Regions from separate parts of the Mus musculus genome. Here regions 1, 3 and 4 are each linked to region 2. Evidence: chromatin contacts called from public HiChIP or PLAC-seq data. All regions are on one chromosome and are shown on one strand. The core of a region is the stretch at or near the end of the contact, and the rest is flanking DNA. Distances in the headings are between cores, read along the strand shown.

Region 1 (3,541 bases), core at 648-3,147, 520 kb before region 2:
GGTCTCACACCCCTTATGGCCTGTGAGGGCATCATACTCTCTTGCTCCCACTCACATACAGACACACAAATACACAAAAATAAAAATAAGTCTTTAAATGTTTCCACCCAATGAGCAAACACAAAAATCAGAGCTTGCCTGAATGTGGTAGAGCAAGCCTAAAATAGCAGCACTCAGGGAGTGAAGGCATGAGTTCAAAGCCATCCTGGCTACCTAGCAAAAGATTCTGTTTCTGGATGCTTGCTTATTTGTGGACTGTTGTCTCAGCACTGGTGAAGCATTCGCTGATTTGATAATTGATGGTAGACCCATGGTGGGCAGAAAGTCGTCCGGCTGATATGTCTGCCAGAACCTGAAAGGTCTGAGTGTGCTGTTACCACTGCTGCTTGAATATTAATGACCCAAGCAATTAAAACATGGCATATGGGTGTTCTGGAAAGGCTAGCTTATTTATCCAGATGCCACAAGTGCATTTAGAACTACAAAGGAGGACTAGGGCGTTCTATAGCAATAAATGACTGTGCAGGGAAGTGAGAGAAGAGAGTGGAGGAGGAAGGACAAGGGTAGAGATGACCCTTGTGGCCCATGGGAACAAGTGACAGAAACAGCAGGGCTTGTGGACAGTGACATGGGGTCTGCCCAAATGGCAGCTGTGAACAGGTGTGTGTGTAACAGGTGTTAGGGGAACACCTTAATATTTTTCTCATGTGAGTCACAAAACCAATTTCTTTAAAAACTTTTTCAGACCACCTGTGGGAGTTTCTGGGCTGTCCCACAGAATGTGACAGAGTTCCTGTGCTGTCCCTCAGAGTGTGACAGTTTCTAGGCTTTCCTACAGAGTGTGCCTGAGTTTCTAGGCTGTCCCTCAGAGTGTGACACTTTTTTCTACTAGCCCCGCTTACCTCTCAAACTGGAAATGCTGCATGCGCAACCAAGGTCCAACTCTTCAGACCCAGTTCCCACTGCCTAACAAATAGACCCAATTCTCACTGCCTAACAAACAGACCCAATTCCCACTGCCTAACAGACCCAATTCCCACTGCCTAACAAACAGATCCAATTCCCACTGCCTAACAAACAGACCCAATTCCCACTGCCTAACAAACAGACCCAATTCCCACTGCCTAACAAACAGACCCAATTCCCACTGCCTAACAAACAGACCCAATTCCCACTGCCTAACAAACAGACCCAATTCCCACTGCCTAACAGAGTTTGAGCACACTGTCCCCACACCCTTTTCCCTCCCCCCTTTCTTAGTTCCTGAACTGGCTTTGTTGTGGTTTGTTTTTATTTGTTTGTCTTGAGACAGGTTCTTACTATGTAGCTCTGACTGTCCTGGAATTCATTATGTAGACCAGGCTGGCCTTGAACTCACAGAGATCTGCCAGCCTCTGTCTCCTGAATGCTAGGATTAAAGGCATACAACTACCATACTGAGCTTCTGAACTGGCTTTTCTAAAAGTGTTGCATGTAATAAGTATGTGCAATATGTGTATGTAATATGTATATGTAACATTATGAGTGAGTTTCTTACACTGCCATCCATTTACTTGAGTACTTACTACATGTCAGCCCTCCTATGCAGGGGTGCTGTTGAGTATACTTCTAACCTTTAAATTATATTTGCAAAAAGAGATTTGTACCACTTTCATGAACAATAAAAAGCATGTGCCCTACCCCTCAGCTAACAAAAGCCAACATGTGAGCCAGCTCGACAGCGCTTTGTTCTAGGAGAGAACTAAACACAGGTCTGTCTTGTACATCACCTCCCAGCCAAGGGAGGCAGTAAGTCTCATGCAGTCCCCTTGGGGCCCTGTGACACAGTGCCCCACTCATGTTAGCACTGCCTTTGACTCAGACCGTGCCCTGTACCCCACGGTATGGCATCCCTGCCGGCCTGCTTTGCCTATGGCCCATGTGGTTTCCAGCAACACTGCTCCTACCCCCTCAGGGTCTGGTCCCTTTTGATCCAGTTTAGTTTTAAAGTTTTATCTTCTACTGGGCTTCATTAAGGGGTTTCCCACCTCCTCCCCCAAGCTGTAAATGCTGAGTGGTTCTTGATGTTCAGGTGAACAAATTAGCCCAATTAGATGGGAAAATTAGTTGTTCTTACTTTCTGAAATCCTGCTGAAGGACCTTTCCAAATCACATTTACTGCTTTCAAACTGGCATTTTAAAGAACTCCAGCATGTGGCCTCTGTTTAAGAGCAAAATGTCTTATGCAATACCCTGCTTACAAATGGTTTTAGAGGTTTGCTCGGGACTGACTGGGAAAGCTGTGTGGCCAAGTGATGCGGAGTCTCTGGTGCAAGCATTACCAAGCGTGCTCTACTTTTATTTTAGATGATGGCGGGTGTTATATACAGCAGGGTTGACTAAAACCCACTTTTAATCCTAAAGCCTCATTTTAAGCAAATGTTTTCTCTGCACCTTACCCTCTACCACCCCACACCCTCACCAAAAGTTCTTAGCAGACACAGAAAAGCCTGCTAAATGGTAAAGAGTAAGTGGTAAAGACCCAGCAAATGTGGAGGAAGAGGGACCCTGAGGAGGAGCCCATAAGCTGTAGGGTTATCGGGATGCAGCCGAAGGAACGGGCATCCCTCCATGGCTAATAGAGCAGACACATCTTACCCTGCACAGGGGTCAGCTGCTTCTCTACCTCAGCATCACTCCAGGACTGAGTGAGAGGAGGCATAGGGTTTACCTGAAACATCATGGGCACTCAGTAAACACAGTCACTCCTTCCTGGACCTTTGCAACGCTCAGCCTCAGATGATGGCGTCCTTGGCTGCTGGCTCAACTGCTCTTCAAACAGTCTTATTAATGCCTATTAAAATGAAACCCAATAAAAGTGCCAATATTTGGTGTTGAAATAATTGATGTTGCAGAGCGAGCCAATGAAGCACCTAGGCAGGCCCCTGGCGCAATTTAGCCTCACACCTGGGGGATGAATTTCACAACTGTAATTGCTACCATATAATTCTTATTAATGTTGTGCTATAATTCCTATTTATTCCACGGGGCTTGTAAATGCATTAGGACTTGTCAACATATTATTTTACACTGTTTATGATCTGTAGAATTATGTCCTTCAGGGTTGTATTGTGCAAAAGTGCAAAATAAATGGCTTTGGGCCTCCCTCATTAAAGAGAGTAAAATAGGACCACTGTTGACGAGGTTCTCCACCCCAGCTGTCCTGAACCAGGAAAGCCGATTCTTAATTCAACTCTGGGCAGAGCCCCTTTCATCTTTAGGAATATAAAGGATTCATCTTCCACTCTGAGTAGTCATTCCACGAGTCAGGCCTGTTGGGAAGTGTGTGGCTGGAAGGCAGATGAGATAGGTGGGTGGGAAACGAGTGTTTTCTCTCCAGGAAGCCAGACCTGCACCTCAGAGCTCTGGACATTCCCTGCTTCCTGGCTTGGGGTAGCCTGCCTGCAGTTCCACAGTAGCCTCTGTAAGCTAAAGATCCAACGTCTGGCCCCTCCTAAAAATCTGCTTGAAGCAGTTTGTGTTTTCTAGACTAGGAGAGCAG
Region 2 (3,323 bases), core at 339-2,838:
TAGGAAAACCTATGGAGACCCCTTGAACAAAGGCTGGGCTGTAGCCATGCTGCCCTTGAAGGCCTTCGCTGAGAAATCTGCATGCATCAGACAAAACTGGGGCATCAGTGGAGACTTCTCTAGCTTCCACCCCAGCCTGGCTCTTGGCTCCAGAGCTCCTATGGCCACTATTGTCTGAAGGTGACCGTGAATGCTCTGACTTCTCTTCCCTAAGCCATGGAGAACCATGTTAAGTTGTTGGTGTTTCTGCAAGAAGAACCCCAAGCCTGAAGACAAAAAGAGCTCAGAAAGTCAGGCCCTGCCAGCTGGACAGACACACAAATTTTCCCTGTGCCTTTGGTAAATGAGGAAGAACACTGGATGAGACTGCTGGCTCTTTAAGAGTCAGGCTTCATCCTCCAGCCGTTCTTTTCCCACACCAAGCTGGTCTGGTATAGTCTGGAGCATTGTATAAGAAACCATTAATGAATCTCTTCTCTCCCTCTGAAAGTCTGAGGAATTGCTGTTTTACAGTGAGTAGAATTTCTAGAAAGTCTTACCCCAAATTATTCCCAGAGTTCATTCTAATATGAGAAACAATTTCCAATGATGCCTACAGCTCAATTACTAGCAGGACATGCAGATACTTTAAAACAGTGAAGAAGCAACCCAGGAAAGGGAGAAGGAGCTAGATATGCTCCTATGCCCTTGATACAAGCCTAGTAGAAAATCCACATCAATGTATGAGATTTAAGACAGGGGGAGAACAAGGATGCTACTTTCTCTAAATAATTCTGTCTTGGGTTTTCTCTCTCTCTCTTTTAAATTGATAAGAAAATATAAACTTCAGTAATTCACATTCCAAGTCCTTCCACGACAGGGATACCACGTGTAGGAAGCAAAGCCCACTGAATTCAAAGATGCAGCCCAAAGCCTCCCCGCTGCTTCGTTCTTCCCAGACAAACCTGCTTCTGATTCCTCTGTGGAAAAAGATGAGTTCCTTTCTCACCATTTTTGGAGCCGGAGGGACCCAGCCGACTTTGGCAGTCTGTAGAGCTGAGGCCCTTCCCCTGAGTGCAGGGCTCCCGGCTCCAGTGAACTGAGGGGGAGGAAAGAACGTGGAGCTGGTCTTGGCTGCTGTGTGGACCAGCAGTACAGCCACTGCCAGAGGTGAACTGGCATAGGCATCGGCTGGTGGAGCCTTCCTGAGCTGTGTTTTCGTTTTTTCCGAACCTAGCTGGAAAACTTCGGAGGTTCAGAAACCCAGCTAAGAGCAGGGCGGCCGACAGAAAAGAACCAGTCCAGCCTGTAAACACCGCCCCCAAAACTCTACAAAGAGAGAGGGAAAAAAAAAAGATGCTGAGAAACCAAACAGAGCCAGAAGCCAGATAGCAAAGGATGGGGGAATTGAGAGCGAGGGGAGGTGGGCAGTCGGCTCTGTCTCTGGGCTTTCATTGTAGTTTCTCACGCTGACTAGACAGCAACTTTCAACTTGACCTTGGCCTCCAGCGTGTCTGACCTGTATGTAAACTGCCCTCGAGTCTCCGAGAGTCTCCGAGAATTGGAGCCTGGAACCGTACTTCGTCTCTTTGTCACTGTTGAGTTTTACAATGCCACTTAGAGGGAGGAAGGAGTGGGGGGACGGATGAAAAGGGCTCCAAAGTAACACAGAAATCAAGTCTTCACAGAGGTTGGTTCTTTAGTCTGCAAATGGTCAGGCAGTAAGAAGGTAAACTCGGGGCAAATCAATATTTACCCAGGACCGCTAAAGTCAGGAGAGAAAGGACTCCCTGGGTGTGGGGGAGAATTGGGTGTGGGGATCAGGGAAGGTTTTATTGGGCGACACTTAACATTAGTCAGAACAAACCCAGGATCCGGGCAGATAAAAGCCTGAGCCTCGCCTTACTGGTCCCAATCTTACCAGAAGCCCAGGGGGCTTACAGAGCAGCAGATGAATTGGGTGGTATGTCTGATGCTCTAGCTTAGGGCTAAGTCTACAAGCTAGGACTAGAGAACAGGTCCAAGCCTGGCTGCCTACCAGAGCATTTGAGCAAAGATAGTACAGAACTCTTCCCAGTCTATATTTTCCAGAACGCACCACTTTCACTTTGACCATTTGTTCCCCTCTGGATGTCTGACCAGTTCACACTTGCACAACCAGAAATGCATGTAGTCCTAAGGAGGCAGGGTCCCCAGAATCCTTTATCAAAACACTGCATCCAAACGTTGCTCTCCCAATACAAACACCCCACCAAGCTCAAGGTACAGAGGAACTCATCAGCTGAACCCCGGCACCTTGAACCCACTACAGGCTGAGCCCCTATTAGGAGAAAAACCATGAAAGGATCCCAAAGAGCCTTTTTCTCTTTCCCCAAAACGGAATGCAACAGTGGATTGCCAGGTGTCTGAAGTGTCCAACTCAGGATCTATGGAGTGACTTGTAGGAAGTCCCAGAACCGTGGCTGGAGTTCCAGCCAGCAGCCCAGCTGGGGCCTGTTCCTCTTAAACCCCTTCAGGAAAAGGCAGCCGGACTCCTGAGACAGGAGTGTGAGTGAATGGTGCTTTCTTCATCTGAAATCCTCTGCGGACCAGAGAGAATAGCTGCTGCATCGGAATGAATAGCGAGCTGTATATACAAGTTGGACAATGTGGCAGTATGCATCTCTCTCTCTCTCTCTCTCTCTCTCTCTCTCTCTCTCTCTCTCTCTCTCTCTCTCTCTGTGTGTGTGTGTGTGTGTGTGTGTGTGTGTGTGTGTGTGTGTGCGCGCGCGCGAATATTTGCGCTCGCGTGTGTGATGAGTGTAGGAGATACAATTAGTTGTTCTGATCTTCTGAGTCCTTAGGCCTAATTGAAATTGTCCTCTAGAGCCTGAGAACAGGGAAGGGAGCTCCCAAATGCAGCCCAAACTTCCCAGAGAAATGTCCTGGGACCCTTGCTCCAGACTTCTCCTGGAACCAACAGGAAACAAACGCCCTTGTTCCCCAGGGGGGGGTGGGGAGTGCAATCTCGGCCAGGCGAAAGCTCCCACATCCTTGGGAGGGTCTAGCTGCAGAAAGATGTATCCATCCCTGGAAAGAAAACAGCCCCAGAGGTCCCTAAAACATGCCAGGACATCCTGGGCCAGTCCAAGGCCAAGGCAAACCCTCATTCCTGGCCACTGGAGAATTTACCTGACTTGTCCCCACGACCTCAGGTCGCACCCCAACCGCAGCCGCTCACTGCCCCTCCCAACCTCCGCGCGAAACCCGGGAAGGGATCGGGGTCCCTGTGTTCCCAGCCCCACCCGCCCTAGTTTCTCCCCCCCACCCACCCCCGCCTCCTCCGTGGGTGACTGCTGCGCGGC
Region 3 (3,559 bases), core at 61-2,560, 630 kb before region 2:
GAAGGGTTTCTTTGGGCTTGCAGTTCAGGTGATGGGCAGAGGCAACAAGCGGCAGCTGGAGCAGCTGGAGCAGCTGGAGCAGCTGAAAACTCAAAGCAGAGAGAGAGAAATCAGAATGGCAGGTGGCTTTGAAACCTCATAGCTTGCCACCAGTGACACCTCCTTCAGCAAGGCCACACCTTCTAATTCTACCTGAAAAGTGTCACTAACCAAGGAATCAAATATCTGAATCTATGCAGGGCATCTCATTTAAACCACCACAGGGTCCTCCACCAGGCCAGGCTGAATACACTGCGCATGATGAGGGTAAGCAGCTCCTACATAGGTGGAAATAGAAGAAAGACCACCTTATATCCCAGCCTGATCGGTATGTTAATTCTCCATACTCATGGTTCTGGTCTCAGAAAGGGCTCAGCTTAGAAATAAATACTTTATTCTTTGAGCAATTGTGCTTGAAGCCAAGATCCCCTAAGAACCTCAGAGGAGGCAGAGTAAGTTAGATGGTCTTTGGATATAGTTGGTGTTTCTACAAACTTCACCTGATCAAATATAAAATCTGTATGAGTTCAATATGATTGGCCAAAAACTGAACTAGCTGCTAAGACAAACCCCAGCAGTCTTCACGGCAGTGTTCAGCATCACAACATGCATTGTGCAGTCAGAGGTCACCAGATGTGACCAGCATCACAACATGCATTGTGCAGTCAGAGGTCACCAGATGTGACCAGCATCACAACATGCATTGTGCAGTCAGAGGTCACCAGATGTGACCAGGATTTTCTCATAGGTAAGAGAGGCAGACTCAGTGGAGGCCCTGCCTGGAAGGTTTAAATGTTGCATGGATGAGAGGTGGACTTGAAAGCAGCAGCACCATGTGTTCAAGGATTTGGGGGGAAAATACACCAAGAGCTTGTTTTGAATAAAAATAGAATGAGTCTGGATCCTTTGTTTTGATTTCTCCTTCTACGGAATATAAACTGTTAGTGGAAGCTTCTTCCATTGCCACTTTTCTCCTCACTCCAACACCTCACCTAATCCTCCCACCCTTCTCTCTTGCTTTTTCACTTGGACTAAATTTTTACCAAATCATAATTAGTCATTGCCTTGTAGAACACACTATAGTTAGGGATGCTTGCACTAGACTTCTCTTATTTATACAAACAAGACTGAAGCATTTGACTTTTGAATCTAAGTGCACAGATTTCTTTTTTCATAGGAGCACCTGTTTATGGTCTTCTAAGAGCAGTCATATTTATTGCAGTACAAGCTACGCTTTCCTAGCCCCTCCTTTGTCTACCAGATCTGAAGTCTCTGCTAGTGCCCCAGCCCCAGACTGAGGTTGTAGCCTAATGCATGCCATAAACATGTTACATGCTGTTAGGTTTCAAATGCCAGACATTGAGCTACCATTTTCTTAGCCCATGTTTTATGGACATCCATTGAAACAAAGCTGAGGTGGCCCCTTGCCAGATTTCCCCCATAATGCCTCTCTCCCAGCCTGGCCTGCTCACGGTGCTCTGCAGGGACCATATATTCTTGTGGGACAGTGGGAAGCTGAAAAGAGAGCCCTCTTGTGTTTTGGCTTGCTGCAACAAAATTTGGTTACATTGCTTGCAGAAAACACACTGTAGGGAAGCAGAGTCTGCAGGAGTGGGCAGATGGTGCACACGGCAGGATGGGTCTCTAGCCTGCAGAGATGGCAGCTCATTCCTGGCCAGCAGTGCTCTCAGCGGCTTGCTCACACTCACACTGGCCTTGCTTCCAGCCAGTTTACTTTGAGTCTCCTGTTTACTCATCAGTATTTCTGAGTAATCTTGCATATCTTTGAGTCCAGTTCTAAACTGTGTAGCTTTTTTTTCTTGTTTTAATTTTTTTTTTTTTTGAGATTGGATTTTTTTCTTTTCTTTTTTTTTTTTAAATTAGGTATTTTCCTCATTTACATTTCCAATGCTATCCCAAAAGTCCCCCATACCCTCCCCCCCTCCCCTACCCACCCACTCCCACGTTTTGGCCCTGGCGCTCCCCTGTACTGGGACATATAAAGTTTGCAAGTCCAATGGGCCTCTCTTTCCAGTGATGGCTTACTAGGCCATCTTTTGATACATATGCAGCTAGAGTCCAGAGCTTGAGCTTCTCTTGTGTAGCATCTGTATCCACTCCATCTGCTCATCTTACCATTGCCTGCCACCCCCTGCTTAGCACCCTCTGTTTTCAGGTGACTAGGAATTTCCCAAGCTCCCTCCCTTCTGCCATTCTCAGTAGTACCTACAGTTTCCATTAGAAGAGATCTCAAAGGACCTGTCTGTCAGCCCCATACATAGAAGCTGTCCATGTCTAGCCCTCTGCTTGGGTACTTTCTCACTCCACTCTGGCCTTGATAATCCTGCTCATCCAGATACAGTAAAAGCTATTTTATGAAGGGTGCCCCTCCAGAAATTATTTATGTCATTGGTCAAATTTATTTTCCAAAATTATAGCATTGATATCATTTACTATGGCTACTAAATAATGTAAAAAATTTAAATGTATACAATATATTTGAGGATAGCTTTTCTCCCAGTCGTCTACAAAACTTACCACACCAAGTAAATAAATGCCAATACCATGGGGGGTGATTCTATTTTATCCATATTCTCCCTACATGCAGATATGTTTGTAGGCAAGATATTCCAGGGAAGTGCCTGAAATGTGCCTAATGGAGGGAAGATACATCAATCACACACCTGAACAATTCTCTTTTGTTTTTCTTTAATATCCTTCTAGATCAATATATATAAATCTACTACATTTTAAGTTACATTCTAAGACGTGAATATGTAATGTTAGCCTACCTCTTTAACCATTGATTGTTAGAATGTTTTTGTGCCCGTTACCACTAATAAACCCACAATAGGGATTAATCATTGTTTGATAGGGTAGTGAGGAGGTTTGAATATGCTTTGCCCAGGGATTGGCACTATTAGGAGGTATGGCCTTATTGGAGGAAATGTGTCACTATGGGGATGGACTTTGAAACACCTCTCCTAGCTGCCTGGAAGCCAGTGCTCTCCTGGCTGCCTTCCCATCAAGATGTAAAACTCTCAGCTCCTCCAGCGCCATGCTACCTAGATGCTGCCATGATCACCTCGATGATGATAATGGACTGAACCTCTGAACCTGTAAGCCAGCCCCAATTAAATGCCGTCCCTTATAAGAGTTATCTTAGTCATGATATCTGTTCACAGCAATGAAAGCATCCCTAAGACATCCAGTCAGCACTTCTTTGCATGTATTTCTGCCTACGTAGAAATCTAAGTCAGAGTGTCTTTCTCTCTGATCTGTCACACTCAGAATTAAATTAAAACTCCTTACCGTAGCCAAAGGGCTACAGGATCAGGACTGCCTCCTGCTACTCCAGTTGCACCTCTTAGCACCAGCCGCACTTTCTGTCCCTAAAGCATACTGAGCTCTGGCCTACTCAAAGGCCATGGTCCTTACTTGCCCCTCTGCTGAGACATATCTTTGCTCACACAGGCTGTCATTTCCTTCCTTTCTGCATTTGATTGGATGTCCCTTAAAT
Region 4 (3,079 bases), core at 422-2,921, 720 kb before region 2:
TAGGCTTAGTGGCTGTGAAGAGTGGAATACAGTGGACATGGGCAGGCCTGGGAAGGGGCAGGAGCACCTGAGAGATGCACAGAAAGCTTGTGAGATGGTTCTGACTCCTATGGGCAGGGTGGCAGCCAGGGAGGCAGGCCTGCTTGACTGAGTGGCTGGCACCATGCACACCCATTACTGCAAGCAGAACAGATCAATATGGGCACTCTTGAGAGTGGGCCAGGGTATACCCCAAACCCAACATTATTGTTGTGTTACTGAGTGGTTTTCCTAGTGGGTTTTTGTGCTGGTTTTCCCATTTCTCCCCACTCTGGACATACAATAGTGGTGCACTTCCTAGCCCCTGGCTGGCGTGGGGGACATATTACTGTGCATCTGTGTGTTTGTAGACTCCTCAGCTAGATGGGAAGGTTGACACTTGATAGAAAGCTTGGTCCACAGAGCTGATTGGCCAGTGGATTCCAAGTAGGTAGTGGCATGTGATTCCTGACCTTGTCACTTAGTAACTGTGACAGGTAACCTTCAGCAAAAGGCTCAACTTTTTTCCTTGTAGACAAAACTAGTGATTCAATAATGGGGTTATATAATGGAATGGTCTTTAGTGTTTGCTGACTGTAGTTAATGAAGGTATCAAAGCTGTGGGGGAATGTGAGGCCTCTGTCATAGCCTCCAGCATGGCCAGGACTGGGACTGGCTGCCCACCTCTGTCTGAAACACTTGTGCCTCACAGCCTGACAGTCTGGAACCCAGGCCGTGTGTGCCCGAGCAGAAGCAGTGTCCTGATCTTGGTTAAAGAACATTGCTAAGTGGGCAGGGGGACTCTATGTCATGGCCATACTCCTGCATGCACGTGACCTTCCAGGCCCAGGCAAGACCTGTATCTGTCTACCTGGTTCCTAGCTCCCCATTCCCTGTCCCATCTCCACTGAGTTCCCCAAATCCTGACTTTCTCAGAGGCCTTAGACAGCCTGGTTCCTCTTTGCCCTGTCCTCCATAAACATCCAGTTTTAGAATGCTGCCATTTCTTTTCCCTCAGGACAGAGTATATTAAGTTAATATACCTCTGCTGTTGTTCCATTGTGTCAGCGTGTGTTACTTCATCTATTTAAGGAAAAAAGCTCCAGGCAGGGCTTTGGTGTAACTCATTTATACAGGGCTTAGTAAAATGCTCTGTGGAATTAAAGACACCTAATAAATGCTTTCGACTGTTGAATGATGCGGTAATCATTTTAATGGAGGCTGATGTTGTATGTGTTTAAACAAATGGCAACTTTTCCAGCAACATTCTGGCAAATTAGCAGCTTCTAAATTAAAAGAGCTTTGCTTAGAAATTAAATTGTGTGAACTGTGGCAGCATCAGTATTTATTGCAGAGCTGATTGAGGCAGAGGCCAGAATGCAATGGTAGAAGCCAAGGTTGAATTTTTACCACATTTGTTTGTTTTCTGAAAAGGTGGTTGGTATGTCAGGAGTTGGATGGGTAAGGGGGCAGTTTAAAGGTGTTGTTGTGAATTTAATGCATATTTTACGGAGTTGGTTTAAAAGCGTGGGTATTGGGTTAGCAGATGTGGCTTGGCACCATTGCTTCCCACACATTTGCCCTTTTCATTAGAAATGTGTGCCTGATGTGGTGCAGATGTAATTGGAACTGCTTGGTAATATTTTCCACAACCTGTTTTTAGTAATTAGTCTAGAATTTAATGCTTCAAAATGCCGGCTTCTTTTTTGGCAGCTTCATAAACTATGTGCCACTTTCACCAGCAGAGGGCAGTATAAGCCAGCCCTTTATTCCCAGTCAGCTCCCGAGGCTGTGTTGCAAGAACAGGGAGCTAGGATTCTTGTGTGGGTAGGATTTGAGAGTTACTTTTTAAAAATTAGCTGAAAATGAAAAAAGTTTAAAACATTCTTTTCGTGGCCACTTTTACCAAGGAAATGGATTTTTCAGAACAGATTTGAGCTGTCAGGGTTTTTTTGTTTTGTTTTGTTTTGTTTTGTTCCACTATTTTTGTAGAACATGATTTTGGTATTTTCAACTGTTAATATTCAACAAACATAATAATTATTTTAAGATATATTTCATTGTTATGTCTCCCTTTTCAGTTCTGATTTTATTAATTTGGATACTGTCTCTGTGCCCTCTGGTTAGTCTGGCTAAGGATTTATCTATCTTGTTGATTTTCTCAAAGAACCAGCTCCTAATTTTGTTGATTCTTTTGTATAGTTCTTTTTGTTTCCACTTTATTGATTTCAGCCCTGAGTTTGATTACTTCCTGCCATCTACTCCTCTTGGGTGAATTTGCGTCTTTTTGTTCTAGAGCTTTCAGGTGTGCTGTCAAGCTTCGAGTGTAAGCTCTCTCCAGTTTCTTTTTGGAGGCACTCAGAGCTATGAGTTTTCTTCTTACCACTGCTTTCATTGTGTCCCATAAATTTTTTGGTATGATGTGTCTTCATTTTCATTAAATTCTAAAAGGCCTTTAATTTCTTTCTTTATTTCTTCCTTGACCAAATTATCTTTGAGTAGAGTGTTGTTCAGTTTCCATGTGTACATGTGTTTTCCATTGTTTTTGTTGGAATTGAAGACCAGCCTTAGTCCGTGGTGATCTGATAGGAGGCATGGGATTATTTCAATCTTCTCATATCTGTTGAGGCCTGTTTTGTGGTCAATCATATGGTCAGTTTTGGAGAAGGTACCATGAGGTCCTGAGAAGGTATATTCTTTTGCTTTAGGATGGAATGTTCTAGAAATATCTTTTAGATCCATTTGGTTCATAACTTCTGTTAGTTTCACTCTGTCTCTGTTTAGTTTCTGTTTCCATGAACTGTCCATTGCTGAGAGTGGGATGTTGAAGTCTCCCACTATTATTGTGTGGGGTGCAATGTGTGCTTTGAGCTTTAGTAAAGTTTCTTTATGAATGTGGTTGCCCTTGCATTTGGAGCATAGATGTTCAGAATTGAGAGTTCATCTTGGTAGATTTTTCCTTTGACCCGTATGAAGTGTCCCCTCTTACCTTTTTTGATAACTTTTGGTTGAAAGTTGGTTTTATTTGATATTAGAATGGCCACTCCAGCTTGTTTCTTGG

The links. HiChIP or PLAC-seq counts read pairs in DNA pulled down with a chosen protein or histone mark.
Region 1: a contact with region 2 is called in an H3K4me3 HiChIP or PLAC-seq map of embryonic limb bud, with 4 times the contacts expected there. The contact joins the enhancer-like site here to the promoter of Hottip in region 2. A contact is called at or near these places in 9 of 39 promoter capture datasets (the C10 cell line, HPC-7-derived erythroid cells, cranial neural crest and 6 more), 4 of 484 Hi-C or Micro-C datasets (the AML12 cell line, the Ba/F3 cell line, bone marrow-derived macrophages and 1 more), 9 of 115 datasets of contacts at active chromatin or transcription factors (bone marrow-derived macrophages, craniofacial prominence, embryonic basal ganglia and 5 more) and 2 of 9 other capture datasets (adipose tissue and embryonic stem cells).
Region 3: an H3K4me3 HiChIP or PLAC-seq map of embryonic limb bud shows a contact between it and region 2, with 4 times the contacts expected there. The contact joins the enhancer-like site here to the promoter of Hottip in region 2. A contact is called at or near these places in 5 of 39 promoter capture datasets (the 3T3-L1 cell line, the C10 cell line, cranial neural crest and 1 more), 1 of 15 datasets of contacts at CTCF or cohesin (large pre-B cells), 9 of 115 datasets of contacts at active chromatin or transcription factors (craniofacial prominence, embryonic basal ganglia, embryonic forebrain and 6 more) and 1 of 9 other capture datasets (embryonic stem cells).
Region 4: a contact with region 2 is called in an H3K4me3 HiChIP or PLAC-seq map of embryonic limb bud, with 6 times the contacts expected there. The contact joins the enhancer-like site here to the promoter of Hottip in region 2. A contact is called at or near these places in 17 of 39 promoter capture datasets (the 3T3-L1 cell line, 3T3-L1-derived adipocytes, the C10 cell line and 12 more), 1 of 15 datasets of contacts at CTCF or cohesin (pro-B cells), 82 of 484 Hi-C or Micro-C datasets (the 3T3-L1 cell line, the AML12 cell line, the AtT-20 cell line and 51 more), 12 of 115 datasets of contacts at active chromatin or transcription factors (bone marrow-derived dendritic cells, bone marrow-derived macrophages, embryonic basal ganglia and 8 more) and 1 of 9 other capture datasets (embryonic stem cells).

Annotation. Positions count from the first base shown.
Region 1 is chr6:52,778,072-52,781,612 of GRCm38.p6, reverse strand. All of the region lies in intron 3 of Jazf1 (JAZF zinc finger 1), which reads left to right. Among named protein-coding and RNA genes, the nearest start is that of Gm52904, 19 kb to the left of the region's middle. Within about 2 kb of position 1,897, at least 7 of the 459 cell types and tissues checked have an H3K27ac peak or open chromatin away from gene starts, as enhancers often do. A contact at or near this core is called in embryonic limb bud, where this site is marked.
Region 2 is chr6:52,261,040-52,264,362 of GRCm38.p6, reverse strand. It overlaps Hottip (Hoxa distal transcript antisense RNA), which reads right to left and starts at 1,588. Exons shown (of 2, transcript NR_110442.1): 1 at 1,499-1,588.
Region 3 is chr6:52,885,777-52,889,335 of GRCm38.p6, reverse strand. The region is part of intron 2 of Jazf1 (JAZF zinc finger 1); the gene reads left to right. Among named protein-coding and RNA genes, the nearest start is that of Gm52903, 21 kb to the right of the region's middle. Within about 2 kb of position 1,310, at least 17 of the 459 cell types and tissues checked have an H3K27ac peak or open chromatin away from gene starts, as enhancers often do. A contact at or near this core is called in embryonic limb bud, where this site is marked.
Region 4 is chr6:52,986,198-52,989,276 of GRCm38.p6, reverse strand. All of the region lies in intron 1 of Jazf1 (JAZF zinc finger 1), which reads left to right. Among named protein-coding and RNA genes, the nearest start is that of Gm33219, 11 kb to the right of the region's middle. Within about 2 kb of position 1,671, at least 5 of the 459 cell types and tissues checked have an H3K27ac peak or open chromatin away from gene starts, as enhancers often do. A contact at or near this core is called in embryonic limb bud and regulatory T cells, where this site is marked.